6 separate regions of the Mus musculus genome follow, and all the other regions are linked to region 5. The links are chromatin contacts, called in public HiChIP or PLAC-seq, Micro-C and promoter capture Hi-C maps. All regions are on one chromosome and are shown on one strand. Each heading gives the region's core, a stretch centred on a gene start, on an enhancer-like site or on the middle of the called end of the contact. The rest is flanking DNA. Distances are from core to core; before and after follow the strand shown.

The links. Promoter capture Hi-C pulls out the DNA fragments that hold promoters and counts their contacts. Hi-C and Micro-C count contacts between places; a contact is called where the count stands out from the background. HiChIP or PLAC-seq counts read pairs in DNA pulled down with a chosen protein or histone mark.
Region 1: a contact with region 5 is called in a Micro-C map of embryonic stem cells, with 4 times the contacts expected there. The contact joins the promoter of Rapgef5 here to the promoter of Sp4 in region 5. A contact is called at or near these places in 2 of 39 promoter capture datasets (hippocampal neurons and pre-B cells), 3 of 484 Hi-C or Micro-C datasets (all in embryonic stem cells) and 1 of 9 other capture datasets (adipose tissue).
Region 2: a contact with region 5 is called in a promoter capture Hi-C map of hippocampal neurons, with 3 times the contacts expected there. The contact joins the promoter of Itgb8 here to the promoter of Sp4 in region 5. A contact is called at or near these places in 1 of 39 promoter capture datasets (hippocampal neurons), 1 of 484 Hi-C or Micro-C datasets (embryonic stem cells) and 1 of 115 datasets of contacts at active chromatin or transcription factors (astrocytes).
Region 3: a contact with region 5 is called in a Micro-C map of embryonic stem cells, with 5 times the contacts expected there. The contact joins the enhancer-like site here to the promoter of Sp4 in region 5. A contact is called at or near these places in 3 of 39 promoter capture datasets (the C10 cell line, hippocampal neurons and stem cell-derived epiblast-like cells), 4 of 484 Hi-C or Micro-C datasets (cortical neurons and embryonic stem cells), 1 of 115 datasets of contacts at active chromatin or transcription factors (embryonic stem cells) and 1 of 9 other capture datasets (adipose tissue).
Region 4: a contact with region 5 is called in an H3K4me3 HiChIP or PLAC-seq map of bone marrow-derived macrophages, with 5 times the contacts expected there. The contact joins the enhancer-like site here to the promoter of Sp4 in region 5. A contact is called at or near these places in 2 of 39 promoter capture datasets (hippocampal neurons and stem cell-derived epiblast-like cells), 2 of 115 datasets of contacts at active chromatin or transcription factors (bone marrow-derived macrophages and pancreatic cancer cells) and 1 of 9 other capture datasets (liver).
Region 6: a promoter capture Hi-C map of hippocampal neurons shows a contact between it and region 5, with 3 times the contacts expected there. The contact joins the enhancer-like site here to the promoter of Sp4 in region 5. A contact is called at or near these places in 2 of 39 promoter capture datasets (the C10 cell line and hippocampal neurons), 3 of 484 Hi-C or Micro-C datasets (cortical neurons and embryonic stem cells) and 2 of 115 datasets of contacts at active chromatin or transcription factors (astrocytes and large pre-B cells).

The regions. Positions count from the first base shown.
Region 1 is chr12:117,532,371-117,536,789 of GRCm38.p6, reverse strand. It overlaps Rapgef5 (Rap guanine nucleotide exchange factor (GEF) 5), which reads right to left and starts at 2,862. Exons shown (of 26, transcript NM_001373989.1): 1 at 2,557-2,862. The coding sequence starts at 2,772.
Region 2 is chr12:119,236,035-119,240,397 of GRCm38.p6, reverse strand. It overlaps Itgb8 (integrin beta 8), which reads left to right and starts at 2,122. Exons shown (of 14, transcript NM_177290.3): 1 at 2,122-2,726. The coding sequence starts at 2,600.
Region 3 is chr12:117,383,394-117,387,534 of GRCm38.p6, reverse strand. No RefSeq gene overlaps it. Among named protein-coding and RNA genes, the nearest start is that of Gm5441, 48 kb to the right of the region's middle. Within about 2 kb of position 1,619, at least 16 of the 459 cell types and tissues checked have an H3K27ac peak or open chromatin away from gene starts, as enhancers often do. A contact at or near this core is called in adipose tissue and embryonic stem cells, where this site is marked.
Region 4 is chr12:117,763,075-117,767,450 of GRCm38.p6, reverse strand. No RefSeq gene overlaps it. Among named protein-coding and RNA genes, the nearest start is that of Cdca7l, 79 kb to the left of the region's middle. Within about 2 kb of position 2,465, at least 20 of the 459 cell types and tissues checked have an H3K27ac peak or open chromatin away from gene starts, as enhancers often do. A contact at or near this core is called in bone marrow-derived macrophages, where this site is marked.
Region 5 is chr12:118,300,034-118,304,514 of GRCm38.p6, reverse strand. Sp4 (trans-acting transcription factor 4) reads left to right here and starts at 3,075. Exons shown (of 6, transcript NM_009239.4): 1 at 3,075-3,288; 2 at 3,707-3,816; 3 at 4,323-4,481. The coding sequence starts at 3,282.
Region 6 is chr12:117,402,207-117,406,807 of GRCm38.p6, reverse strand. No RefSeq gene overlaps it. Among named protein-coding and RNA genes, the nearest start is that of Gm31482, 62 kb to the left of the region's middle. Within about 2 kb of position 2,212, at least 18 of the 459 cell types and tissues checked have an H3K27ac peak or open chromatin away from gene starts, as enhancers often do.

The DNA.
Region 1 (4,419 bases), core at 1,613-4,112, 770 kb after region 5:
GATTTTACTTTGTTTCCCTTCTTTCAAACTCCTTCCTACCCCTTTGACAATGAGGGTTACAAAAATCGCAACAGTAGTTGCTCTAGTTAGTGTTTTTCAACAGGACAACCAAGCTATAGTTATCTGGGACTCTCAACTGAGAAAAGACCTCAATCAGATGGCCTGTAGGCAAGTCTGTAGGGCATTTTCTTGATTTGCTGATTGATGTGGGTGGATGCTGCCTACTCTCAATAGTGACACCCCTGGGCAGGCTGAGGAAGCCATGGTGAGCAATCCAGTAAGCAACACTCCTCCATGGCCTCCGCTTCAGTTCCTGACTCCAGGTTCCTGTCTTGAGTTCCTCCCCCAAGTTTCACTTTTTTACAGTTGATAAACTGTAAGCTATAAGATGAAATAAACCTTTCTTCCCATGCTTTTGTTTATGGTGTTTTATCACAGCAACAGAAAGCAAACTAAAATAGTCTCCCCTGAAGCAGAAGGAGGGAGAAACTGATAAAAGTGGGAGTTTCCCAACAGTGAAAAACTTGACACTCAATCTTTTAAGAGAGACATGCATTTAAGCTCTTAAAGAACTAATACAATGTAGTGTGACTGAAGAAGAATTAGTAAAGTAGCTTGTTTGAAGAGCCCATATACAGAGTAGTTTGAAAGTTAGGGCCAGTCTGCATATTGACAGGGCAAACATCATCATCCCAGGCAGCAAGAAACTAGAGTCCCTGTGTAGATGAATGCTGCAGATGGATCTGTGGACAATTCCTGTCACAGACTTCCCGGCTGCCCATGTCTTCAGCATTCTGTGCCGTGGAAAAGTAACTGTCAAGGATAATAGGAACACAATTTGACCTACTTTCTCCTAGATTCTTGCAAAGTCTATAATTCTGGGTCTTGTGTTTATTTAGCCACCCTATCTTGAGGACACACTTCCTGCCTTTCTTTGTAAGCAATCCTATACACCACACATCAAGATTACTGTGTGGAGTGGATGGAGTTAGGGATTCTTATGGAAGAGTAGGGGAAAGGACTGAGGTCCCGAAGGGGTTAGGAACTCCACAGGAAGACCAAGAGAGTCAACTAGCCTGGATCCTTGAGGCTCTCAAGAGACTGAACCATCAGCCAGAGAACACACACAGGCTGGACCTAGGCCTCCCTACACATATGGAACAGATGTGCAACTTGGTCTTCACATGGGTCCCAAACAACTGGAGAGGGGGTTATCCCAAAAAGTGTTTCCAGTCTGTGGGCTATATTCTTCTAGCTGGACTGCCTTGTCTGGCCTCAGTGGGAGAGGACGTGCCTAGCTCTGCAGTCTTGATGTGCCAGGGTAGGGAAAAAAACCAGGGGAGCCCACCCACTCAGAGAAGGAGAGGGGCGAAGTGTTGTAGGAGGAGGTGACCGGAAGTGGGGGGGCAGTGAGCGGAATGTAACGTGAATTAAAAAACCATGATTACTGTGTGGGCAATTCTAAAACTTTCCTGGTGGCTGACTTAAAAATTATCTAATTGCATGAGAGAATCCTAAGAACAATCCTTTAAGGTAGCACCGAAGAAGAAAATACCTAGGAAAGGGAAAACACAGCCTGGAGAACAAGAACTGTAGCAATTCAGATCCTTGCCCATCTATAGGAAGCCACGACAGAACAAATGCTTCCTCAGCCCTTAGGTTTCCGCAAGCCAATAACATCACAGGAGCTGTGAGTCTCCAACTACTGTCTCCTTTCATGACATATAACTAAGACTTCTAGTCAAAAAAAAAAAAAATCACACCATTGTTACGATTTTTCAGTAAATACTACATAATAATCAAAAAATAATTTTTAAAAAAAGTATGAGTAGGATGTACCAAGGTATTCCCAAGCTCTGCTGAGTAGGAAGGAAGTCAGTGAGAGCTTACTGGGGCTTTCTTGAGTGGCTTGAGGATCACCAGGATGACAAGCAGGCCCTCCTTTTAACATAAAAAACATGTCTGGCCTGCTCAGGTCGTGAGATGCACTTACAACACAAGGAATGCTCCTTCACCAGGAAGTCATATCTGAACACACCATCAGAAAGTCGATATTTGAGATTCCCGGGGGTCCGACCCTCTCCCGCTCTAGGGGGCGTCCCGGAGTACTGAGTGCTCCCAGCGCTAGCAGCTCACCCAAGCTCTTCCAACTCCTAAGTCTCCCCCTCAGCAGTGGCGGCTGCCAGGGCAGTCCCGACGCCCAGACACTGCTGAGTCTTCCAAAACAAGCACGCACGTCGCAGGCCACCTGCAAACAGGACCTGCGGGAGGCCTAAGACTTTCTGTGAGACGGGGCTGGTTGACTCAGTCACCGGACACCTGCAGCTTCCCCACAGAAAGCAGCAAACAGCCCTTCTTCCTGCGATGCCCCGGCGCCCGGGTGCGCTCAGGTGCATCTAGGGGGAAGGGTGGCCGTCGCAGCCCGAGGGGCGCCCCCTAACCCCGACGTCCCAGGCCCCGCTCCAGCGGAGTCCCGCCACCTCCCCAACTTCCAGCCACGGCGTGGCGGGCCCGCGGGGCAGTCGAGGGCTCCACGTGCGCGCCCGGGCCACTCACCCGGGCGCCGGCGGCGCTCCGCTTCCTCCGCAGCGTGAGCCCGCTCCGCAGCAGCGCAGGCAGGTCCCTGAGGCGCGGCCGCAGAGACGCGGCGGGCGGCTCGCGCTCCGGCTCCCGGGCGCTCGGGCTGCGGCGCAGAGGGCCATCGGCCGGGGCCGCCGAGGCCAGGGCCGGACTCTCGCAAGGCGGCTGCATCTTGACAGAGCCCACCGCCATCCTGATGCCCTGACGGTTGCGGCGGCGCCCGCGGCTGCTCTCCTCCGCGCTCGCCTCCGCGCCTTCGCCAGGCAGCGAGAGGGCGCGACTGCGGCTCAGGCGCGGGACGCGCTGCCAGCCGCTGCCCATTGGCGCGCGCCCGGCTGGGAGCCTCGGCCCCGCGCACCGCCCCGGCCCCGCCCAGGTGCTCCCCGCCCCGCCCCGCCGCTCACCTCCGGACGGCTGAGACACTCCCACCGCCCGCGGAAGGGGCCCTGGAGCGGCGAGTGCTCTGAGCCTGCATAGGTGCGCCATTCCCAAAAACCTCCTCCCGGACCCATTCCCCCGAGTCTAAAAAGTCCCTTTGCTCCAGCCAGGAGTGGCCTGGACTGCGACCCAGAAGGCTCAGAGGTCTTCCTCCCTCCGGCGCTTAGCCTAGCCCCACAGCACAGTCGGTATCCTAGAAAATGTTCAGAATTGGTTTCTTGGGACAACATTGCCCACTCAGTGGTCGGTAGGCGCGCTCCTCATAAAAGGGGGAGCGGAGAAAACTAGTTGGGTTTGATGGGTGCTTAGTAAAATAGGTGCAAGTCTGGTGGCCCGAAGATGAATCTCTGTTGACATGTTGGAACCTGACCTCCCTGGAAGCCTTCTGTGTCTGGTGAATGTGCTTGGTAAACTGTAAAGGCTTAGCGCAGCATGAATCACTGCTTATACAATTCCAGGAGGTAGGAATTGTGGAGTGCTCAGTGGAAACCATTCCAGGAAGGCCTTCAACTCCAAGGGGTTGTGAATCTTCAACAAGGCCTTTAACCCCTCAGCACTAGGACGCTGAGACCCACTCTTTACCTATGACCGCCAAAGATCTGAAAAACCTTTAAAATGACAAGTAAGGATCCTTGACAAGGTTACTATCTCACACAGCAGATGTTTGGCCAAGTGCACACGGGAAATGTGGCCGAGTAGGGAGAGTGGAGATCTTGCCCTTAAGAAAAGGGAAATTCAGCCTGATGTAGATAAATACTAAGAGGAAATCAGGTAGTCCCTAAACTCTTGCTAATTATCAAGTGAATGTAAATACTAAAACCTCCTGGGAAGAGCAACCTAAGCCAGGCCAAGAAATTTACACAATGTCTTAAAGCTTAGAGCCCTTCAAGGAGATTTGAAATTGTGATTTCAAACTCTTAGGTGGCTCACATAGGGCCAGAGGGAGCCTTTGGACCTGGAGGCTATGTCCTGTTAGAGAAGGGTGATGTCATAATGAAGAAGTCGGGGGAAATAGAATTTGTGTTGTCCGCTTACTGCAGAAGACTTACATTTTGTCCCCTTAACCTATGTACATTTATTGAGAAGGAGTCAGTAATGAGCTCTATAGTCTGTTATGGTTTCCAAATGTCTGTGATGCAGATTTATCCAAGAATGAAACTCTACATCTGTATCTCTAACATCAGTCTCTTGATTTTTAGGTTAAAATGTGCCAGCTAAGGGGTTGGTACTTGGTTCCAAGGAGTTCCCAGGACACTCCTAGTTAACATTCTGATCTGTGGGGCCTTCTGCCAGTCATATCATCCCTGAGAAGTAACATTTGAATTATCTATGACTTCACTCCGCTACAGAAGAGATCGCATATGTTCTGTCTCCTAGTTGACATTCTCGGTCTTCACACAT
Region 2 (4,363 bases), core at 873-3,372, 940 kb before region 5:
AGCTTTGCAATGCCTCAAGGGTTGCTGCATTGCCTAGGTTTGTCACATAATTTCAAGAAAATAAACACACTTCCCAGCTGAAGTGGCTCTAACCATATCTTCACTATGCTATGTTTTTGTTCCAACCTATCTCAGCTACTTTACAGTAGCTACATCTCAATGAAGATATCCAGGAAGAAATTTGAAAAACCAAAGAATGAAAATTTGAAAATGAAGTACAGTGGCTTGGAGTTGTGTTGACTGACATCAGTCGTTGAAGTATGGATTGCCCCCTTAGCTTCACAAATGATCCTCCTTAACAGATCTAGGGCACTTTACTAACTAGGTTCCTGGCTTTACTGTTAGTCCAATGTACAGTCCACACCTGAAGAAAGGGGAGTTTTTGATGTTGTGGTTTATTAACCAGGTACTTTCCATTCACTGTCAACAATTAGAAAACAGAAAGAAGTTTTTTAAAGAGGAGGGTTGGTGGGACCTCCTACTTGTTTTCTTTACTCCAAATAAGAAGCCGGAAACAATTAAGGAGAAAAAAATCCCCTATAGTTCACCTTGACCTGGCTGGACTGGGTCTGATGCCTGAAAAAAGTGGTGTTGTGTAAGCCACTAGTAAAAAAAAGTCGAACTGAACTTCAATACAATGAAAATTATTGGGCTCTAGGGGAAACTAGGAGCCAAGGTCTCCAGTATCAAATTAGAAAAGGAGCTCTTTCCCAAACCTAGAGAACTGTGTTTCTTCCTTCTCCTTAAGGTGTCGAGGGCGCTGACAAGACCTGGAGAGGCAATGCTACTACTTCCTTGGCTGTCCAGTTTAGCAACGCTTTAGCCTCACCCAAAACTGCAAAACTGAATTGCAAGCTTGTATTCATTCACTCTTCTGCTGCCATCTGCAACTTCTTGTTTCCTTTTACTGAGAAGGTGGCGTTTAAGGTCAAAAGATCCATTGTAACCAACAAAAGGCCAAAGAACCACAAACAGACCCTGGGAAAAAGCTAGGCTGCCCCTTTCAGGGCTGAGGGTCTACAAAAGGAACAACGAAATATATCTGACAGTAGAATACATCTTGTCTAAATCTCCAAAGTCTGGGAAGACCTCAGACAGATTTGGGATCAGACACAGGGCAAGGTCTTAAGGCTGCAAGGAAAGCGGGCAGTGAATACTCTGAGAGCAGTGTTGGGGGAGGGGAGAGGCCCCCGAAATCTACTTTGTATTCAGCAGCTGCGGGCCAGTAAGGATTCCTGAACAAAGGAGCACGCGGCAAGAGGATGAAATGTTGGGGTTCATGCTGCCACTCGAGCTGCGAGAAGTTTTCCACCTATACCGTTATGGAAGCGTTGGAACTCAGAATTGGGGGGCGAGGGGGTGAGAGAAAAGAGAACTCAGCATGCGATTCCTGTTGCGCCACTACGCACCAGGAATTCTTGAGAACGATGGGAATGGCAACTATTAGATTCGAGGGGGGAGAAAAAAGAGCTGGAGTGAGCAAAACAAAGAGCGAGTGTGGGCCGCGGTGACTTCATGCCTCACCAATGTCCCGCCCACGCTACTCCGAGCTGGAGCTGTTTGCTGCTTCTGCTGCTGCTGCTGTCCTGGGCCGCCACTGCGCTTGCTGGCGACCCAAGCAAGGAGCACTGTAGCGTGGGGAGGTTTCCTAGCAACTCTCAGCTCGGAGCACGCCCAGCCACCCGAAAGCTGGGAGCCCCCACGGGGGACCACAGAACTAGATCACCCCATCCCTGCCCATCGCCTGCCTCTCTTCCCTCTCATCCCAGAACGCATCAGCTGCCAGGGTTCTGGGTGGCCAGACGCCTGAGCCGACAGAGTCCGAGAAAGGACAAGGGTACGCAGCTCCCTCCCAGCGAGGTGCATGGAACATCCCCTTCTAGCCCAGTAAGCAACTGGGATGCCTTGTTGGTTGCCCGCGAGTGCAGACAGGAGCTTCTAGGGAGCTCGCGGAGCTGCTTCCCCAAGCTGCTGGCACCCGTGTCTCCTCTCCCGCCAATCGGAACGCTGCCGCCTGAACCTCTGCTAGCTGCGACTAAGTGGAGTTGGCCTCCCTGCCCACCTGTGGAAGAAGCTAGCACCGACTGATGCGCCAGCAACTCCCCCACCCCCTTGGCCTTCTAGCCGTCCCCTCCCACTAAAGCAGCATCACCCTGTGAATTACATTAGGGTGGTTTTCCCCCCAGCCTCAGGCTTTGTTTGGGTTTGATTGTGTTTGGCTCTTCGCTAAGCTGATTTATGCAGCAGAGCCCCATCGGCTGGGGAGAAACAAAAGCTCTTTTCTTTGTCTGGGAGCGGACTGTGGAGCCCGTACTTGCTTCGCCCCCGCGGGCCATCGGCTGTCCAAGGAGGTGCTTTTTGTTGAGACTGCAAGCCCCGCCGTGCGGAGCTGGGAGGGCCTTAAGGGCCCTGAGATGCAGAGAGCTGCCCTGGACCGAATACCTGTATCGCCTACTGAGAGCAACTGGGTCGGCCAACCCGGCCTGTCGAAAAGGTCCTAGGGACTCGCAGCCCACGGGCCTCAAGGTGCGCTCTCAAGTCGGGAGAGCGCATCAGGAAAGCAACTAGGCAGTAGGCACCGGGCGGGCTGCTTTGCATTATGTGCGGCTCGGCCCTGGCTTTTCTGACTGCTGCACTGCTCTCTCTGCACAACTGCCAGCGAGGTCCAGCCTTGGTTCTTGGGGCAGCCTGGGTATTTTCACTTGTTCTCGGACTGGGCCAAAGTGGTAAGTTATTTTACTTTGTTTTCTTCCCTTCTCCCAAAGTCTTGGGCTGGTATTGAGAGCTTATGGCCTGGGCATCCCTGACAGGTAAGTGGAAGATGTCAGTCCTGGTCAGTCCTGCTGAGACTTCAGGAGGGCAGGTGTGTAACAAAGTTCTCCATAAAGAAGCCAGGTATCAGGCATTTTCACCCCTAAGTGACAGCAATAGTCCACAGTGCTGGGAAAAGTTTATTTGAGTTGAAGTTTGGGAAAGAGTCTGTTGTACTTACAGAATGCAGTTTGGGGGTTCCAGTATTTCCTGAGGATATCACTATATAGTCTGTATTCCCCAACTTTTCACCTTAGGGGTGGAGCATCATCCACTAAGAGCCTGTGGCTAAGATGGTTTATAAAAGGAAAGAGTCTTTCATTTATTGGTCTAAGAAAGAACAAGTTTCTTCTGCCATAACATTCAGCTTGAATGAATTAATGCCCTTGAGGAATATCCATTCATGGTTTAAGCCACTGCCCTGCGGAGGGGTGGGATTGTTAAATTATTGTGGCTAAATGATCTGTCCCCTAAGTTTGGTCTCTGTTACCAAGAGGTCACCTCTCTATAAACTTTTATTGTCTTCATCTGTAAAACAGATATAGATGCCTACCTTTCCCAAGTCATTTCTAGTCAGACAGTGCATGAGAGGGGGCTTGGCACTTTAACATGTTAGCATTGTATTCTTGGTGACTCATGAAACAGAATAAGTAATAATAACAATCTAAGGATTAAATTTACCATAGAGGCCAAATGTTTTTTTTTTTTTTTTTTGCAGATGGAGTTACCATTGCCTTATTTATTTATTTATTTATTTACTTACTTACTTACTTTTCCCTTCGGGTTACTAATCCCTTAAATTTTATTAGAGACTTACTGTAGTCTCTCAACCTTAAAGGAGTTTTAATTAATAGCCTCACTTCTGTTGTAAAACTGAAATTTAGTCCTTTACTTTAAATTGGTGTGCTGGCTTTCTTCCTGAAGTTAACTAAAGTAAATACTTATATGTAAAAGTTTATAATAGAGAAGCCCAGGCAATTTCTTCTAATTATTGCATATATAGTTGTCTAGCATTAGTTTTGGGTGAGATTTTCCTAGTTGTATCAAACAGGACAAACTAGAGTCAACTTTCATTTTGTAGTTATTTTGAGACTTTGAGATTTCAAAATAAATGAAACCTAATACAAAGGAAAGAGTCACACTCCTTATCAAGTATCTTTTGAATGGAACATGTGTTTGCCACAGCAGATTTTCCACTGAGCTTAATTCCACCCTATGTCAGTAAATAAAGTGTTCTCCTAGATTTAGTAAACATTCGCACCAATAAACTGACCAAAACTTATGTCAACAGAATATATTTTGTTCCAAAGAAAGTCTCACTCACCTTTAATCTTTGCTAATAACAAAGGTTTTTAAAAGTTCATTGTGCTTGTAGAGATAAGTCAAGTTCCTGTGTACCAGCAAGATATTTCCATCCAGTGACTATTATTGATTTGAAGCAAGTATTATGAATGGGCTGCCTTGCACCTGCTGACCTGAAAAGTGAATGCTTATCTGAAATCAAAACAAGGCATCCTTTTCCCAGTCCCTGTCAATATACAAAAGCTTCTGA
Region 3 (4,141 bases), core at 370-2,869, 920 kb after region 5:
AAAGAACTGAAGACCAGAATGTAGGTATCTCCTGGGAAGCCTTGTAGCCCTGAGTTGTTACCGGTATATAGTGTTGTGTCCATGAGGTCACGACCTTATGAAATTAAGGGCAGACGCTCTGGCCTCCTTCACCAGCAGATGGCTGATAGAGACTAGCTGTTAAGGTTAGGGCAGAAGGTGCTATGCCCAACAAATGTGCTATCTGGCAAGTTTTAAAATAATAAAGCTGTCTAGTGATTTCCATCTGCAGAGCAAAGGTGGGCAGAGAAAGAGAAAAACCAGGGCAGTTGATGGCAGCTTGGCAAAACTAAGCCTGGATAGGCTGAGAGTGCGATCGCAGCTCCCGGCAAAGGCGGAAGCTGGCCATTCTTGGAGCTAAGTCGGTAGCGCGGTCTGTGGTCTGGGCAAAGGCAGAGGCATGTTTTAAAATGACATGCAACACGAATGTGCTAGCAGATGTCCCGGTCTAACCAGATTAAACTAAGGGAGCTGGTGATGGAATGTTTTCCTTTAAGTCCTGATGCTTCTTTTTCTCTTCCTCAGAAAAAGTTAAGAAGCATTTTCAGAGCCCTGGCAAGCATGTAGCCACTCCCCAGCTTGGAGCCAGTTGCCCAGGTTTTATCTCAGCTCAAAACTCAACACCTTTGCTGTCCTGGGTTATGCTAGAGCCTTGCCCTGAGAATGTCCCCTTGTCATAAGGCACACTGTTGATCCTTGTCCACAGAGGATTTTGGAGGGCTAGCCCTAGAAGAAGGGGCTTCTGAATCCCCCACAATGTTCCTTATCTGCCTCTCTTCCCAGAGCTCCCGGCTCTGGTCCAGCCACTTTCCCACATCAGTTGAAAATAACATAAGGACATAGCTCAGTTAATACAAAGGCATCCCATCACTGTATAACTGGGTGAGACCACCACACTTGTAACCTCTGCGCTGGGGAGGTAAAGGTTGGAGGATCAGAAGTTCAAGGCTGTCCTTGGTTATGGAGTCTAGCCTGGTATACACAAGACCTTATTCTGTACTTTTAATTTTTAAATGTTGCTATTGTTGTTTGAAATAAGACCTCTCTATGTAGCCCTGGCTGTCCTGTAACTTGCTATGTAGTCTAGGCTGACCTAGAATTCATGGAGATCCACCTGTGACTGCCTTCCGAGTACTGGGATTAAAGGTGTGCACTACCACACATGTCTGAAATTCTATTTTTTTTTAAAAAATAAAGCCATATATTATGCTAGATGTGGTGGTGTATACCTGTTACTTTCAGGATCTGGGACCTAAAGATCAGGGGTTCATGGCTAGCCTTGGCTAAACAGTAAATTTAACACTAGCCTGGGGCTATGTGAAACTGTGTCTCAAAAACCAACCAACCAACCAACCAACTCCATAGGAGAAATGGTTCAGTGGTTAAGAGCACTTGCTGCTCCTGCAGAGAGTTTAAGTTCAGCACCCAGCAACCTTATGGTGGGTGGTTCATAACCATCTGTAAGTCCAGTCCCAGGGGGATCCATTGTCTTTTGACCTCTGTAAAACACTATAAATAACAACACAACATAGATTTATTTACAGCTTTGTCAAAAATTAGAGAGCTATTTTCAGTTGGCCTCCTCCTTCCTCAAAATAGTGTTGCAATCTGTGAAAGGGTGGAACCAAAGCCAGAAAACACATCTACGTAGATTCAGCTAAGCTAGCAGATAAGTCATAAAATTCACAAATTTTGGGTTCTTGTTCCAGTTTTCTAGTGCCATGGAAAAGGGTCCTAGAGAGGTTTCTCTGTCATTGGTAAGGTATTTCTTGTATGGAATTGGAACTGAAAAGGACAATTAAAAAAAAAAATCCAATTTCTAGAGTGGTTATTACCCCACCATTTTTCTTGAGCATTACTTAATGTGAGGTTTGGCATGTTGTTTCATCTAGTTGACCATCCACTGCTAATTTTGTGTAGATTCTGTAAAGCCATGGAAAGCACATGAGAACGGAGAAAGACATGAAAAACTGTTATCCAATGCAAGGGGAGCTGATATCAAAACCTGTCCTGTGCCGCCATCTAGTGGCAGGATGCTGTGCTGGCAATGACGGTAAGACCCCTCTTTCTGAGTTGGGAAGGTGTATAGGTCACTTGCTTGCCTAGTATGTTGTTAGGCTGTTGGTCACTATGACAGAACATCTTAAAAATGGAGAGGATTTATTTTTGTCGGTGATTTCAGAGGTTTCATCCCCCAACTTCTGGCTCTCACACACATATCTATAAATGTACCTTCTGCCGTGACTTAGCTTTCATGTGTTTACCAACAGTACAGTCAAGAACCTCTTTCAAAAAGGTTTATTAATGTATCTTGTATTAAGCTCTTTAATTCTAGATTTTTTTGAAATGTGGATGAAAGGAACAATATTGTCCTTTATTGACTGTTGTGTTCGGCCAGCAGACCACAACCTGGGTTCTAGCCTGGAAAGGCATTTTGGAAACCTGGAAGAGAAGAGGGGCTAGGTGGCGAGAGAAAAGAATGTAGCCAAGACAGTTACTCTGATCAAGGCTCAAATTTTATTGTTGCGACACTAGTTATGAAGGAAGGGGGAGGGGACCCGATTCCCGCCGAATAATCTCTGGTCCAGTAGAAAGGTGCACGTGTGTGGCTCCTCAGGTTCCAGCAGTGGGCGTGGCAGAACGAATGAGCAGGAAGCTCCACCCCGAGCAAGCAGGTTTCAGGCTGGGGGAGGGGAGACTACATCTCCTCCCTATTATTAACAAAATAATAAAAAAAAAAAGAAAAGGCTGGCCTGAGGGGGAAAAATTATCTATGCTCAAATAGTTCTGCCTGGAATCTAGGGCTAAAGAAAAAACTTGCTTCACTGGGATTCTTTAACCTTTCTTATGGTAAACTGTATCTGGCTTAAGACTGTCCTTTCTAGTAAACAACTAACTGAAAGGCCTGGAGCTGCAGACTCTGACTTTATAATGCTAATTAGTACTTGGTAGGTAACTTTCTAGTTGAATTTTAAGTAGGGCGTTGGAACTCTGGCTAAGTTTGACTGAACGATGTGAAAATAGCACTAAGTTGATATTCCTCCGCATTTTTGGAAGATAGGTGGGAAACAGGGAGAAGGCGTTCGACCGGCTCTTTTATTTGGGTGGGAGGCAGTGAAGGGCTTGCCCTTTCAATAGTACGTCTCCAATCTCTCTCCCCCCTATTAATTAAGTTAAATAAGGCAACGCTTAACTGAGGTGATCAAATGATTTTCTCATCCGTAGATGAGTGGGCTTTTAACCTTGGCTTGGGTGGACATGGACCCGATTCCTCCCGTGGGTAAAACCCACACATGTGGCTCTCGGTACCTTTTGGGGAGGCGAGGTAGAGCCGGAAAATATTTTTTATTTTTAACCAAAATTTGGTACCAACCTCTTTCAAACCGGGTTTATCTCACAGGAAACTCAGAAATGGTCAAGCCGGACCTTCCCTTGCAGTAAGTATCTCTGCACCAAGCGGTGCCCATACTGAATTTGTACAATCACAAACCAGTATGCACAGTTTTGAGTGCTGTGCAGCTCCTAAAGGAGAATTATCAACCTCAGAATTAGCAAAGCCTAAGCAAGAATTATGTCGTTAGTAACACCACGATTTGTGGCTAAAATAGGAGCTGGAAGTCGTTTTTCCTCATCCCTGTTTTTTCCACAGCCTATTGAGCTAAGGACACCTTGCAGTAACAGCAAGGGTGAAAAGCCAGAGGTCAGCTAAGGGGCTAAGCCTGTCTATCAAAATAAAAACCAATCTTTATTAATATAGAAATATCTACTTTTCTAGCCCTCTTGGTAAACCTAATTTTTAACTCAGACTGAAAGCCACATGCTGGAAATGTCCTGAGACTGGGGGTAACAGCTGCCACCTGTGTGCTCTAGGGGGGCAGGGATGCACATCCACTGGTCCGCCTCGGGAATGTTGATTTACCTGCTTGAAAGACAAAATCTTGAAAGACAGTGAGAAAGTAGGAAAGCAGAACTTCTTTTGGGGAAGTCTAGGTACTTTATTCAAATGCAAATTGTAAAGCTGAGGCTAGTCTCCGGCCTCCTGTCGGGAGCTGGTTCAGAGAGTAGCTGGAGAACAGCTTTGAGAGCTGTTGCTCTCAGCTGAATTTTAAGCACAAAAGGAATT
Region 4 (4,376 bases), core at 1,216-3,715, 540 kb after region 5:
TGGGTGTGTCACTGTGGGTGTGGGTATAAGATCCTCACCCTAGTTGCCTGGAAGTCAGTCTTCCACTAGCAGCCTTTGGATGAAGACATAGAACTCTCAGCTCCTCCTGCGCCATGCCTGCTGGGATACTGTCATGCTCTCACCTTGATGATAATGAACGGAACTTCTGACTGAACCTGTAAGCCAGCCCCAATTAAATGTTGTTTTTATAATACTTGCCTTGATCATGGTGTCTGTTCACAGCAGTAAAACCCTAACTAAGACAGTGGGCTTTGAGGCCTCCTCCTATGCTTAGGCTCTGCCTTGTGTGGAAGAGAACCTCCTCCTCACAGCCTGTGGAAGATAGACTCCTGTTTGTAGAACTCTTAGCTCATTCTCCAGCACCATGTCTGTCTGGATGCTGCCATGACTCCTACCATGATAATAATGGACTAAACCTCTGAAAGTATAAGCCAGCCCCAATTAAGTGTTTGCCTTTCTAAGAGTTGACTTGGTCATGGTATCTCTTCACAACAATAAAACCTAACTAAGACATCTAGTATCTCCAAAATAGAAGGACTGTTCAAAGTGGCCAGGCATGGCCAGGCAGAGAAGGGACAGCTCCACACCCACTTTCTGCTGCTCTCAATTGCCTGCTCATCCCCATCTATCTCTTGACTTCAAGACCCTATTTGTGCTCTGTCTTGGGTCCTTAGTGGTCTTTGTGCACAATAGAAAATGGAGTTTTTTCTAGCCCTGGAGGCTGGGTAGCATTTGGACAGTGGCCTTGTTGAAAAGTGTGGCCACAGCTGGGCATGGTAGCCCATGGCTTTAATTCCAGGACTAGGGAGGCAGAGACATGTAGATCTTGGAGTTTAAGGCCAGCTTAGTCTATAAAGTGAGTTCCAGGACAGTTAAGGCTACACAGAGAAACCCTGTCTCTGAAAGAAGAGATGGGGAGGAGAGGGAGGTAGGGGAGGAGAGGAGAATGGAGGGAAGGGGAGAGGAAGGGAGGGGAGGGGAGGGGAGAGGAGAAGAGAGAAGAAAGAAGAGATGAGAGTGGTCACAAACTCCACCCACATCACAGAACAACCAATCTGGAAGAGCAAACTTTGGTCTTGCACAGCAGCCTGAATGATGGAAGTTGAGGGTTTCTCTCTTCTAGACCTGCTGTCAAGTCAAGGGGAGGAGGAAGGTAAGAAAGCCTTCCCCAATGTAATTTTTGTGCTTCTGGTCCTTGCTGCTCTGGCAGGGCAGAGCAGGGGATGAATTCTTCGCATCCTAGCCCATGAGACTGCACAGCTGAGCCTCATCTGATCTCTTCTGAGAACTCTGTTCCCAAGCCTTAAGGAAGGATGGGCTAATGGTGCCCTAGCTTCAGGTGTAGCTGTGGAAACCCTACTCCATTCACCATTATAATTTGTGTTCAGGAGTGTGCTGGGATGGGCCCTAGTTCCAGGGATAGAGAGACACCAGGATGCTGGGAAGAGTCTGAGAGGGCTCCCATGGCACCCTAACAGGTCCACCAGCTTTTGACCCCAGTTAGGCAGGTCATCATTATGCTCCCATATATGGTCATCACTCATAGAAAACCGTGTCTTTTACCCAAATCTGTGACAGTTACCATGGCTCTTCCAATAATCACACGAGCTCCTATCATTTTTTTTTTAATTGGGTGCATGGAGACAGGTTGATGTCCGGAGGAGGCTGCCTATTTCAGATGTCCTCACTTGGCTGGGGATGAGCTGCTTGGTTGTAAGGAGGGTCTCTCCTGAGGGGGAGAGATGCCAAGGGTCCACGATGAGCATCCAGGGACTGGATGGCAATAAAGAAGAGTCATTTCAATGAAGAGGCGCAGAATGCAGACAGGGGAAGTCCACCCCTGTGACATTCAGTGCTCCACAGAGATAGGACATTGTGTAGCTCATGGGTGGAGCCCTGAGTTTAGCCTGTAAGTCAATGCTGCCCAGCCAGGATGACCATATGTGTCTCCATAGGGTGTAGCTAGGGTCAGGAAGCAACCAGAAGTGAGGTTTTGGCAGGCTGCAGGGCAGATGCAGCTCTAGGGAGCCAGGCAGGCATCTTCATTCCCCCAGAGGGTGAGTGGTGGGCTAGGAGAATGCTGAAGCCTGAGGTGACCCATCCTCCTTGCTGACAGCTCCAAGGAGACCCTTTCCAGTTAGGCCTCTTACACTTAGACACCTGTGTTTAAGAAAGAAAAAGTGTGTTGCACTGAAAAAAAAAAGAAAGAAAGAAAGAGAAAGAAAAGGCAAGAAAGAAGAGAAAAGAAAAAGGAACGAAAAAAAAGAAAAAGAAAGGCAGAGTAACCTCCAGGGCCACATCCCAGTACAGCTGCAGAGCTGACACAGGCTTTGTAGATAGAACAGCGCCCCCTTGTGTCATTTGATTTAACCAGGCCCTCTGTGAACACAATTTCTCACGTAAATTATGCGCAGGACCAGTATACGTCCACCAGATGTCGCAAATGTCTTAGTTATTATTGGGGCAAAGAGCATGTTATCAGCAATTGAGTATCCGGTGCCTCAGTAAATAAATACATTGTGGACAAGAACTTTCTCAAACTGGATCTTCAACCCCAGACTTTGAAGGTGGTGGAAGGGGGACCAAGGACTTAACCTTATCTTCAGGTTAAAAATGAGTTTGAGCTTAGGCTACATTGCACATGCCCGTAATCTCAGTGCTTGGAAGGCAGAGCTGAAAGGATCTAAAGTTTGAGCTACCCTGGTCTACATAGTGAGTATCAGGACTTCCAGGAATACACAGAGAAATTATGTCTTGAAAACAAACCAACCAACCAACCCAAAACATCATCATCAACATCAAAACTTCTAACATTCAAGAAGCAAAAAAAGGACCTGATCAACAAGAGGAAAGCCATGCCTACTGATGGAAACCCAGCCAACTTCCCAGGGCTAGTGACAACATGGGTCTTGAACCTACAATCACCACTTTACTAAATATTCTCTAAATACATTGTAACTGTTTTTCCTTATCGACGCAGAGGAATATAGTTCTCACCTCTCATCAAGGAAACTTCTCTTTGCAACAGATGAAGACCGTTACAGAAAACCACAACCAATCAAAATACAGAGTGTGGAGCCCAGTCTCAATGGATATCTATATCTATAAAACAACTCTCACACCTAAGGCTCAGGAATCATTGCAGAAGAGGGAACAGAAAGATTATAAGGGACAGAGGATCAGGGAGTTTTCTGCGAGATTGTGTTTCCTAGGAATGTCAGAAGCTAGACCACAGAGTCTCACCATCTTGATCACCTGAACATGAGCTGAACACAAACAATAACATGTATGTAATGTGGTGAATGAGGAGACCCAAGGGGCTCAGCCCTATACAAGGTCTGCAGACAACTAAGGAATGCTGAGAGCAGGAGAAACATATTCTCCAAGAGAAAGCACACCAACGAGTTATTCAACACCAAAAGGTTAGCCCTGAGAATACACACACACACACACACACACACACACACACACACACACACACACACACACATTCACATGCACACCCAGGGATAGGGTCCTGGACTTGGCCCCAACAGTGTACATTCAATGGTGGTAGGACTTGCCCGAGAACCACACCCCTTGCAAGGACACTGAGCATGTCCTGCTGTGTGCTCATTGTGTGAATTTATGTCCTATATCTTTTTCTATCTGCATTTCCTCACCTCTGTTCTCCCTGCTGCTCTGCTAAGCAGGACCTTCTATTCCCTGTAAACATGCTTTAATGATGGCATGGCATCTTTACAAGCAACTGCCTCTAATAAGAACTCAGCACTGGGGATACTCATTTTCTTTGGGTCCCAGTCTCCCCGAGGAAAGTTTATACTGTTAGACTTAGTCTTGTTTTGTGGACTGCTCCTCTCTCTGCTATACCATGCCCTCCCTGTGTTAAGGGAGCAGGCCCTGGTGTGTTGGTGTGCTGGTTCCTAGGGCTTTTATGTGTATTTTATTGCAGACTACGCCCCTCACAAGAGCGCTGAATCAGCACTGGGCACAGGGCAGGAAGGGGCAAGGCCTTCCTTTCCAGCCTCCTCCCTTTTCCCTTCCTGCTCCTTCAGAGGCCAGGCACAGGCCAACTGAACACAAAGGAGTACAATCAGTTATTTCTTACAGCAGTCAAGCCACAAAAACAACCCCCCCCCCCAAACCAACCTACAGAGGCAAGCCTAGGTCTACACCAGCTTAAAACCATAAACAACAAGGGCTCTTAATGACTCCCAGTGCAGATCTCTTCTATGGCTTGTACTGTGTTCAAAACTAGTTGATCTCATGACTCATGATCCTTCACACACACAGACACACAGACACACACACACTACAGTTTAGTACCTTTGACTAGTATGTATATTCAAATATCT
Region 5 (4,481 bases), core at 1,826-4,325:
TGCCTAGCATTCATGAAGCCCTGGGTTTGATTAGCAGCACCACATAACCCAGGTGTGGTGCTGCATGAATGCAATCCCAGCTCAACTGTGCCTAGAAGAAGAGCAAGTAGAGATATGCAGTCAAGAACAGGTAGGTCAGTGGATAGAAAATTACTGACAAAACTACCACTGTGGGTGATATCAAGAACAGGTGATAAGGAATTTGGTTAGATTCCAAGGGTGGGAGGCTGTCACTAAACTGACCCATCAGGTTTACTTGCTAAAACTGGACTAAGCAAGCAGAGCTAAAAGGCTAAGTTAGAAATAAGATTTAGAGGATGGCTCAAGTTTGGTCAAAGGAGAGTCTTTGTTAGGGATTGTCATTTCTATAGCAGAACTGGTTTTCATCAGATTTTAAGGAAAGTGCCCTACTATATTGGTTGGCTGGCCCGGCCTGGAACTCATTATATAGACGAGGCTATCCTCAAACTCACAAGATCCACTTGCTTCTGCCTCCCAAGTGCTGGAATTGAAGGAATGAGCCACCATGCTCAGCTAATATAAAATTCTTAAAATAACTGCTATAAAATCAAGCAAAACGATTTAAAGAAATATTAAGCCAACCACAGTACAACAGTACATAGGTTAAATTAGGATGGTACTACGGGAGTGGCTGTCCTCTTGGCAATATCTCATCTAGCTAAGCCTTCTGTTACATGGATAATAATATGATAAGAGTTCCTAAGAAGCAGTTTATTTGTCACCAGGTCTCAAGACTCAGCCAGTGTTTTAATCAGCTCTGGCTGCTATAACACAACCCAGAGCTTATCAACAACAGTTTATTTTAACCGTTTTAGAAGGAGCCTGATATAAAGACATGGACTGTCAGGTTCTGGAGAGGGTCTTGTGGTCATTGTACTTCACATGGGGGGGCAGCAAAATAAAGGATAGAAGTTCTAAGATTGCTAAGTTTTATTCATGAGTGACCTCATCTAACCACAATGCACCAAAGACTCTTGACTCCAAAAATCAAGGGACAGAGTCCCAGTATCAGAGTTTAGGTCTTGGGGATGCAAACATTCAGCTAGAAACTTGCAGCTCTTGGTCCTCAGAAAAGTTAGGGTTGTCCCTGTTTCCTGGATACCAGTACTTACCAACAGGGAGCAGAACCTTTAGGACATTTTGTAAATCTAAATACGCTGCGATTACTTCTCTAAGGCAAGTTGTCTAAAGAGAACCACAAGGAACTCTCCAATTCATGCCTGGTCTTCAGTCACTATGGCGAACTGGATCGGGGCGGTGCTTGAGGTGAGACTGTGTATCTATAATATAGCAAGCACTTCTGAGCTTTCTAAGATCTAGTGAATTGGGATGTGTATGGGAGGAGATTACTATAGTATCTTCAGCTCATAAAATGGAGTAGGCAACATTGTAATTTACTCCAGCTTCTTTACTTTACTGCTACAGCTTTGTCATCACCCTAAATACTTGAGCAAGGAAACACTAGTAAAGTACAGAACCAGACTCCTCACTCACTCTTACAATATGTCAGACCTCAGGCACCAGACAAAAACACCCAAAGCTGAATGTGGGGTCCACGTCAATAAATGTGGAACGCTTTAAGCCTAGTGTGTAATGGTGTCCTGTCCCAAGGTTCTTTTTAGGGACTTATTTCCAGCTTTGGTACACTTCATCAGTCGCTCATATGGTCGGTCCCTGGTATCTTGATTTCATGTCTTTGGAGAGAAGCTAGGGGCCGGTTCAGGAGCATTTGACAAAGTGCTTTGCGCAGCTAGCTGTGAATTCCACTTGCCTAGAAGCTTACGCTAAAACCATGACCAGAGCTGACCCACATGCAGCCAGGCTTTCCTTTGCCCGGACAACCTTGTGAGACCTCTAGGAGCGAGAAGCGCGCCAAGAACGCAGACTCTAAGGCGCACTCGTGGCCACCCTAGAAGACAAGTCACTAATCTGCACCAGCAGCCAGCCAGAGATACGACAAATAAAATGGAAGCTCCTGCTCGGTGGGAACACAGGCCTCGCGCTGAGACCGGAGGCCCCGGCAAGCTAGGTGAGCAAAGAAAGCAGGGCGAAGGGGATGTACCCCAAGTCAGCTTCATTCAAACCCCGAGGACACCAGACCCCGCCTCCCAACACCTCGGTCCGCTCAATCGCCGCGCGCTCCGGGTGTGAGCTCGCCCCGCGGGGAGCGGCTTTCAGCTGAGGGGGCGGTGGCAGAGGCGGTTCGGGCAGCCCCACTCGGCCGATAGGCCCAGGCAAACAACACCCATTTCTCCCTCCCCCCCGCGCGGGGTTCAACTCCCACTCGGCCCCGGCCACGCCCTGCTGCCACCGCCCCCTCGGGCAGCTCTAGGCTCCGCAGCCAGGCCGCGTTCGGGGGCGGGAGGAAGGCGGTGCCTCAATCGGAATAGCCGTCAAAAACTACGAGGCCCGAAAGCCTTTGCGGGAGAGGCCCGCCCGCCTCCTCCCACGACTCACTGTGCGTCAGCGGCCTCATCCAATGAGAGCCGAGCCAGGGAAAAAGGGCGCCCGGGTCCGGATGCGCCTTAGGAAAAGCCATGCTCACGCCGAGGGGGCAGCTGGCAGTCCACTCAGACCACGGGATCGCAGGGAGCTCACGCTTCCCCGCGCTCGCCCCGCTCCTCTCCCTTAAGCCTAGCTCCATGTCTTCCTTCCGCGGCCCCTCGCAGGATGCTGCGGCGCGCTTTTGAGTGGAGGGCGCCGGGAACTGAGTAGGGGGCGGGATATCCTGAGACAACAAGTTTGGCTGTATGGAGGGCCTGCCGGCAGCAAACCGCAGCTAGCTCACCGAGAGGGCACGCTCCGCGGGCCGGGAAGGCAGAAGCCGAACAGCAGCGAGCACCAGCCGGGCAAAGGGGAGGAGAAAGGGCGGCCCCAGCGCCCCGGCCCCGGCAGGTCGGCGGCCAATCCGCTGGGGGAAGGGGTGGAGAGTCGGCGGCGCCGGCGGAGGCAGGCCGAGGGGGGTGGGGAGTCGCCGCGCTCGCGCCGCCCTGGCTCCGCCCCCCGGCCCGCGCCGCCGCCCTCGCCGCGCGCCGCCGCTGTCAATCAAGGGCGAGTCAGCCGGGCTCGGGCGGAGAGAGGAGCTGCTACGCCACAGCCCAGCGGCGGCCATTCGCGGAAAAAGAGGCAGAGCCTGTGCCAGCTACAGCCTCCTCCGAGCCACCGCGGGCGGGCGGGACCGGCCTCTCCTCCCGCCTCGCCCCCACCCCCACCCACCTCTATCCCAGTGTCTCTGAGAGGGTTTGTCCTGTTAATGCGGGATGAGCGGTACGTATTCTCCACCCCCCTCGGTCTCCTTCACCGCCTCCCTTCGTCCCTCCCTCCCCAGACCCTGCTCGCTTCCCCCTCCCCCGGGGCCGCCGAGATGCTGGAAGGGGAGGAGGAGAGGGCGGGAGGGAACCAGGGGGAGGGAAGGAGGGCTGTGTTTTGTCTTAATGTCTGAGCTAGAACAACCTCCTTCTGGGTGTTGCTCTGGAGCCTATGGGTCGGGTTTCAAACCACGTTTCGTGAGAGCCCCCTCCTCCCTACCCTCCTTCTCCCCCACCCCCTGCCGGTGTGCACGGATCGCGGGTTTACGGAGATTAATGTTCAAGAGGAGGGAGGGGGAAGAAGGGAGGAGAACGAATAATAATAATCCTAATAACCTGTTGTCGTGTGTGTTGGTGGTGGTGGGGGGTTGTTGCAGATCAGAAGAAGGAGGAGGAGGAGGAGGCGGCAGCGGCGATGGCTACAGAAGGAGGGAAAACCTCTGAGCCAGAGAATAACAATAAAAAACCCAAAACCTCAGGCTCCCAGGTAAAAGCAAACGTTAAAAGAAAATTCAACACAAAGCTTTAGGGAAGAGAGGGAGTTATGCTCTTTAAGTACCCAGAAGTAAAGAACAGAATAAAAATGTTTATCCATTCAAAGCATCTTTCTGAGTGAGGAACTTAAATCGTAAATTCTTGAAGATTTCCCATCGTTGAGGCTATAACGATGTTTATATTACACCAGGAATTCAGACTGTTAGAAGAAGGTGTCTATTTTCCCAAGGGCATTTTGAGTTTAGAAGAATAACACTTTAAGAAAGTTTACCAGAAAATTCCTTTTTATTTAAACTTTATGTAATAGGACTTGCCTTTTTATTCATATAGCTTCTATCACCTGCTTTTGTTCATATTTCCTTTTTAATTCTGCTGCCTATTGAGTGTGTTCTGATACTTAGAGCTCTCAAAATAAATAACCCCCTCCCGACTGCTGTCTTCCACTAAATCCGCCCACTTTTTTCCCCTCCCTCTCCTTTCCCCTCCCATTTTGGGTAGGACTCTCAGCCCTCTCCTCTGGCTTTACTGGCAGCTACTTGCAGCAAAATAGGGACTCCTGGTGAAAATCAAGCAACTGGACAACAGCAGATTATTATAGATCCAAGCCAAGGATTGGTGCAACTTCAGAATCAGCCACAGCAGCTAGAACTGGTGACG
Region 6 (4,601 bases), core at 963-3,462, 900 kb after region 5:
CATCCTCTGGGCAGTCTGGTTTGGATACAGATTAAAAAGGCACTCCTATTGAGAAGATGCCCCCATAAGATCTGACCGAAGGCAAGACTATAAGGCAGTCGTGGTATCAAATCTTAATGCTGTGACCCTTTTAATACAGCTCTTCATGTTGTGCTGATCCCCAACCATAAAATTACTTCCATTGCTACTTCATAATTGTAATTTTGTTACTGTTATGAATTATAACGTGGGTCGTATGGCCCCGGCCAAAGTGTTCTCCTTGAGGAATCAGCCATGCGACAGGCCTAGTGCAAAAGGAAGTTTATTGGGGGAAGGGAGTTAGGGAGCAGATCAAGGACCTGGAAATGGGTAGAGGCAGGGAAAGGGGGACAGAGAAGGACAGAAAGAGAGAGGAGAGGGGAGTATAGAAAGAGGGGAAGAGGCTAGTCGGAGACATATAGGAAGAGGAGGGAGGAGTAGATGGAGAGAGAGACATACACACAGAGAGACATAGAGAGACATGGGCACATAGAAAGATGGAAAGACAGAGAGATAGAGCTTGGTAATGAGTGGTCTTCTTATATGCCAGGCTCCTTGCTCCTGGTGCATACCTGGCAGGCAGCTGTTGCTAGGCAACTGTTGGGCAAAGCCTAGAGGAATTCTTAACAGTATCACCCTGGGCTGGGTCCTGGGTTCTATAAGAAAGCAAGTTGAGCAAATTGTGGGGGAGGAAGGAGCTAATAAGCAGCACCATGGCCTCTGTATCAGCTCCTGTGCCTTGTGTGAGTTCCTGCCCTGACTCCCTTCAATGATGGACTACGATGTGGAAGTGTAAACCAAATAAACCCATTCCACCCCAAGTTGCTTTGGTCATGGTGCTTATCACAGCAATAGAAACCCTAAATAAAACACCTCTACGGGATATTCTAATTTCTAATGTCTGCTTAGGAAATCTAACTGGAAAGGGGCTGGCACACTGTTGCCACTGTGGGGTGTCCCTGTACCTGGGCAGTGGTAGCAACCATGCCTAGCCTTTCAGCAAAATGGAAGGGACAGGGAGATGGAGTGGTTGAAGAGATGTGTCCCAAACCAGGCCCCAAGGACCTTGCCTTGTTTCTGCCCCTTTTGAGTTCACTTAGCATGGTGACCTGAGCCTGTCACCTGCTTCTACTCTCTGGTATAGGACAGAAGGTTCTTTGGTTCTCATTATCATCTCTCAAAGCTTAAGCTTCCCCTCTGGGATGCTTACTCTCAGAAGAACCCTCTCAGACCTGTCCCAGGGAGTTGCCTGCTACCTCTGGTGCTGGACCCCTAGGGTGTTCACAGTCCCCCTCTCCCAGTCTCTCAGGTATCCAGTCAGTTATTTTCAATTCAACACACACCCTTGCTCAAGACCTAGCCAGTTTTCATTTGACCCTGTTCTCCTAGGGTTCTGCCTTGCATTAACCATCATGACTCCTCTGTCCACTCTCATTCAGAGTGCATCCGGTCAAGGCAAGTGGGCACTCTCCCTCTCTCAGTGGGCACCAACATTTCTCTCTAGTCAATGGCTATTTGTACTTCCTCTATGGGTGTCTGTTTGCAGGCTCACACGAGATCCTCAGCAACAGAGAGCATCCTATCCTTACACCTGCTTAGCTTTCCCAGGCAGATTCTGGAAGGCTCTTCCCTCCATCTTAAAGGCTGCTTCGTACAGAGGTAGATGACATCTGTCTTACCTATGTAGACTGTCTTTCTACACAGGTGAGGATGGAAGTCTCACGGATAATCACTATCTACTAATTGACTATTACTTGTTTCTTGGCCACTGAACTCAAACATGAGGGCGTGATCCTGCTCTGAGGGACCTAAATCTGAACTTACACGCAGAGCTTCCCAAGGTTGTGTTGATGGCAGGTCCAGTTTGATATGAGGGCTCCTCAGTCACATGGTATTTTTTTTTAAACACTTAGAAAGGCACACAAACCAGAGCACATTTTGCTGTGCATTCACAACATAATATTTTTCAAAGGGAGAAATATATAGGTAGAACAAGTGTAAAACTGAGAAAATCCTATGAATAACTTTATCTATGTGAGTAACTTACGTCAGGGCTGACCTGGGCCACCTCCCCTGGCAATGGCATGTGCCTAATCAGTTTATGAGAACAGATGATCTGCTACCAAGCCGCCACAGAAACTGCTGTAGCTGCGAGTGCCTCCACCCACATCTGAAACAGGTGGCCAGACTGCTGTCCTTGACCCTGGCTTCCCTTCTGCCTGGCCCTTCCTCCTCTTCCCTCCAGGTGCTGCCCTGTATATTGACTTTTGAGGTTCTGTTCCTCATCCAAACCAGTGCCATTTCCTCTTCTGGTCCCACCCATCCTTCCCCTAGTTGAGAAAGTTCTCAGATTTCCCCTTGCTTGTCCACGATTGTCTGATGGGGGAGGAAAAAAAAGCGAGGGGACTTTATTATCTGAGCCATGGCCTTTAGGGTGTGACTCCCTCCCATCTGTCAGGCCTCACAAGGACAAGCACTCTTGCCAACCCAGAGGCTAAGTGCAGGACAGTGGGAACAGGGGGCATTTGAATAACTACACCTCCCCTTTTTTTCTTTCTACTGTCACAGGAGATCCTTCTTTTAAAAAGAGAAATTCAGCCTTGAAATGCAGACCCAGTGGGGAATTTGGAACTTAGTTCCAATAAAAGGAGAAGACTAGTCCTTCTTTGAAGGCCTGGCCATGACTTCAGGGGAGCCACATCCATATAGATGCGGCTCCAATAGTGCCCCCAAGAGAAGACTGACGTTGACTGAAGCATCCTAGACACAGGGAAATACAGACTTCATCTCCACAGGCTCTGCCCCTAATTTCTGACTCATTGGATCCTTATCAGCTGTCTTCTGGGTCAGCACACAGCAGAATGAGGAAGATTGTGAAGAGACTCAAGACCAGCAACAAGCCAAGACAGCTTCACATTTTGCAGTGGAAAAATTGCAAGTAGATGAAAGTTTAGAGAATGGGTTTAGAGAATGAGGTGAACCGTTGCCAGCTTGAATGAGGCTTCTCCGTTGCATGTCTGCCTTCCTTTTGCCCAGGATGTTTTTGTTGAGCATGAACAATTGCAGCAGGCAATAGCGACATCTGCTGTTCACAACTGCCTCAAACCTGACAAGGAGAAGACTGTGGCTCTCACCCTCCCAGCAGTTCCCTGCAGATTCCACAGAAACCAAGTGCTGCACTCCCCTGTAATCGTCCAAGGTGACATTGGGGATTTTATTTTTAACACAGAAAAAGCAGATAAGGCGTTTTCTTAGCTACTTACATATACTCAGTATAGCATTCTTGGACCAGAGGGACCCACCTCTCCTGTGACAGGGGGGCAGGGTTTAAACATTGTTATATAAGAATAGAACAGGAACGAATGCCTCACAGGTTGATGGGAGATTAAAACAGAAAATATACTTTGCAGGTTAAGGGTTGTGTTAGTTAAAAAGAAGTTTCTGTTTGTTGATGCTAAATCTTAGCTAAGTCGGTTTGCCCTGAGTTAAGTCCTTGCTAAATAAGTTTTCTACTTGTAATTAAGAGTAAGTTCCTGAAGCCGGGCGTGGTGGTACACGTCTTTAATCCCAGCACTCGGGAGGCAGAGGCAAGCGGATTTCTGAGTTGAGGCCAGCCTGGTCTATAAAGTGAGTTCCAGGATAGCCAGGGCTATAATACAGAGAAACCCTGTCTCCAAAAACAAAACAAAGCAAAGCAAAGCAAAGCAAAGCAAAGCAAAGCAAAGCAAAGCAAAGCAAAGCAAAGCAAAGCAAAGCAAAGCAAAGCAAAACAAAAAAAGAGTAAGTTCCTGTAGGTCAGGTCTGATGTAAACTGCTTGTGACCCCATTCTCGAGGTATCTACCCTTGCCTTTGTTTCTTCTCTTTTTTTTTTTTTTTTTCCATTTTTTATTAGGTATTTAACTCATTTACATTTCCAATGCTATACCAAAAGTCCCCCATATCCACCCACCCCCACTCCCCTGCCCACCCACTCCCCCTTTTTGGCCCTGGTATTCTCCTGTACTGGGGCATATAAAGTTTGCAAGTCCAATGGGCCTCTCTTTCCAGTGATGGCCGACTAGGCCATCTTTTGATATATATGCAGCTAGAGTCAAGAGCTCCGGGGTACTGGTTAGCTCATAATGTTGTTCCACCTATAGGGTTGCAGATCCCTTTAGCTCCTTGGCTACTTTCTCTAGCTCCTCCATTGGGAGCCCTATGATCCATCCATTAGCTGACTGTGAGCATCCACTTCTGTGTTTGCTGGGCCCCGGCATAGTCTCACAAGAGACAGCTACATCTGCGTCCTTTCAATAAAATCTTGCTAGTGTATGCAATGGTGTGTTTCTTCTCTTAAATTGTATCTTTTTTAAACAATGAATAACTACCTAACCTCTCTCCCCTGTGAATACCTCGTCTTTCTTATAAAAGGAACTTCAAGAGGAGTGGGTGCCTCAATTTATGGGGAGACAAGGCTGGCAAGTCCCAGGTGCACTCAAATACAGCTTACTCTAATTTGGACAATTGTGGATCTGATCCTTTCTTTCTTGCCAATCTCAGGATCAGCAGAGTACCAGACACTGTTAGCTTTTACTCTTTCCTT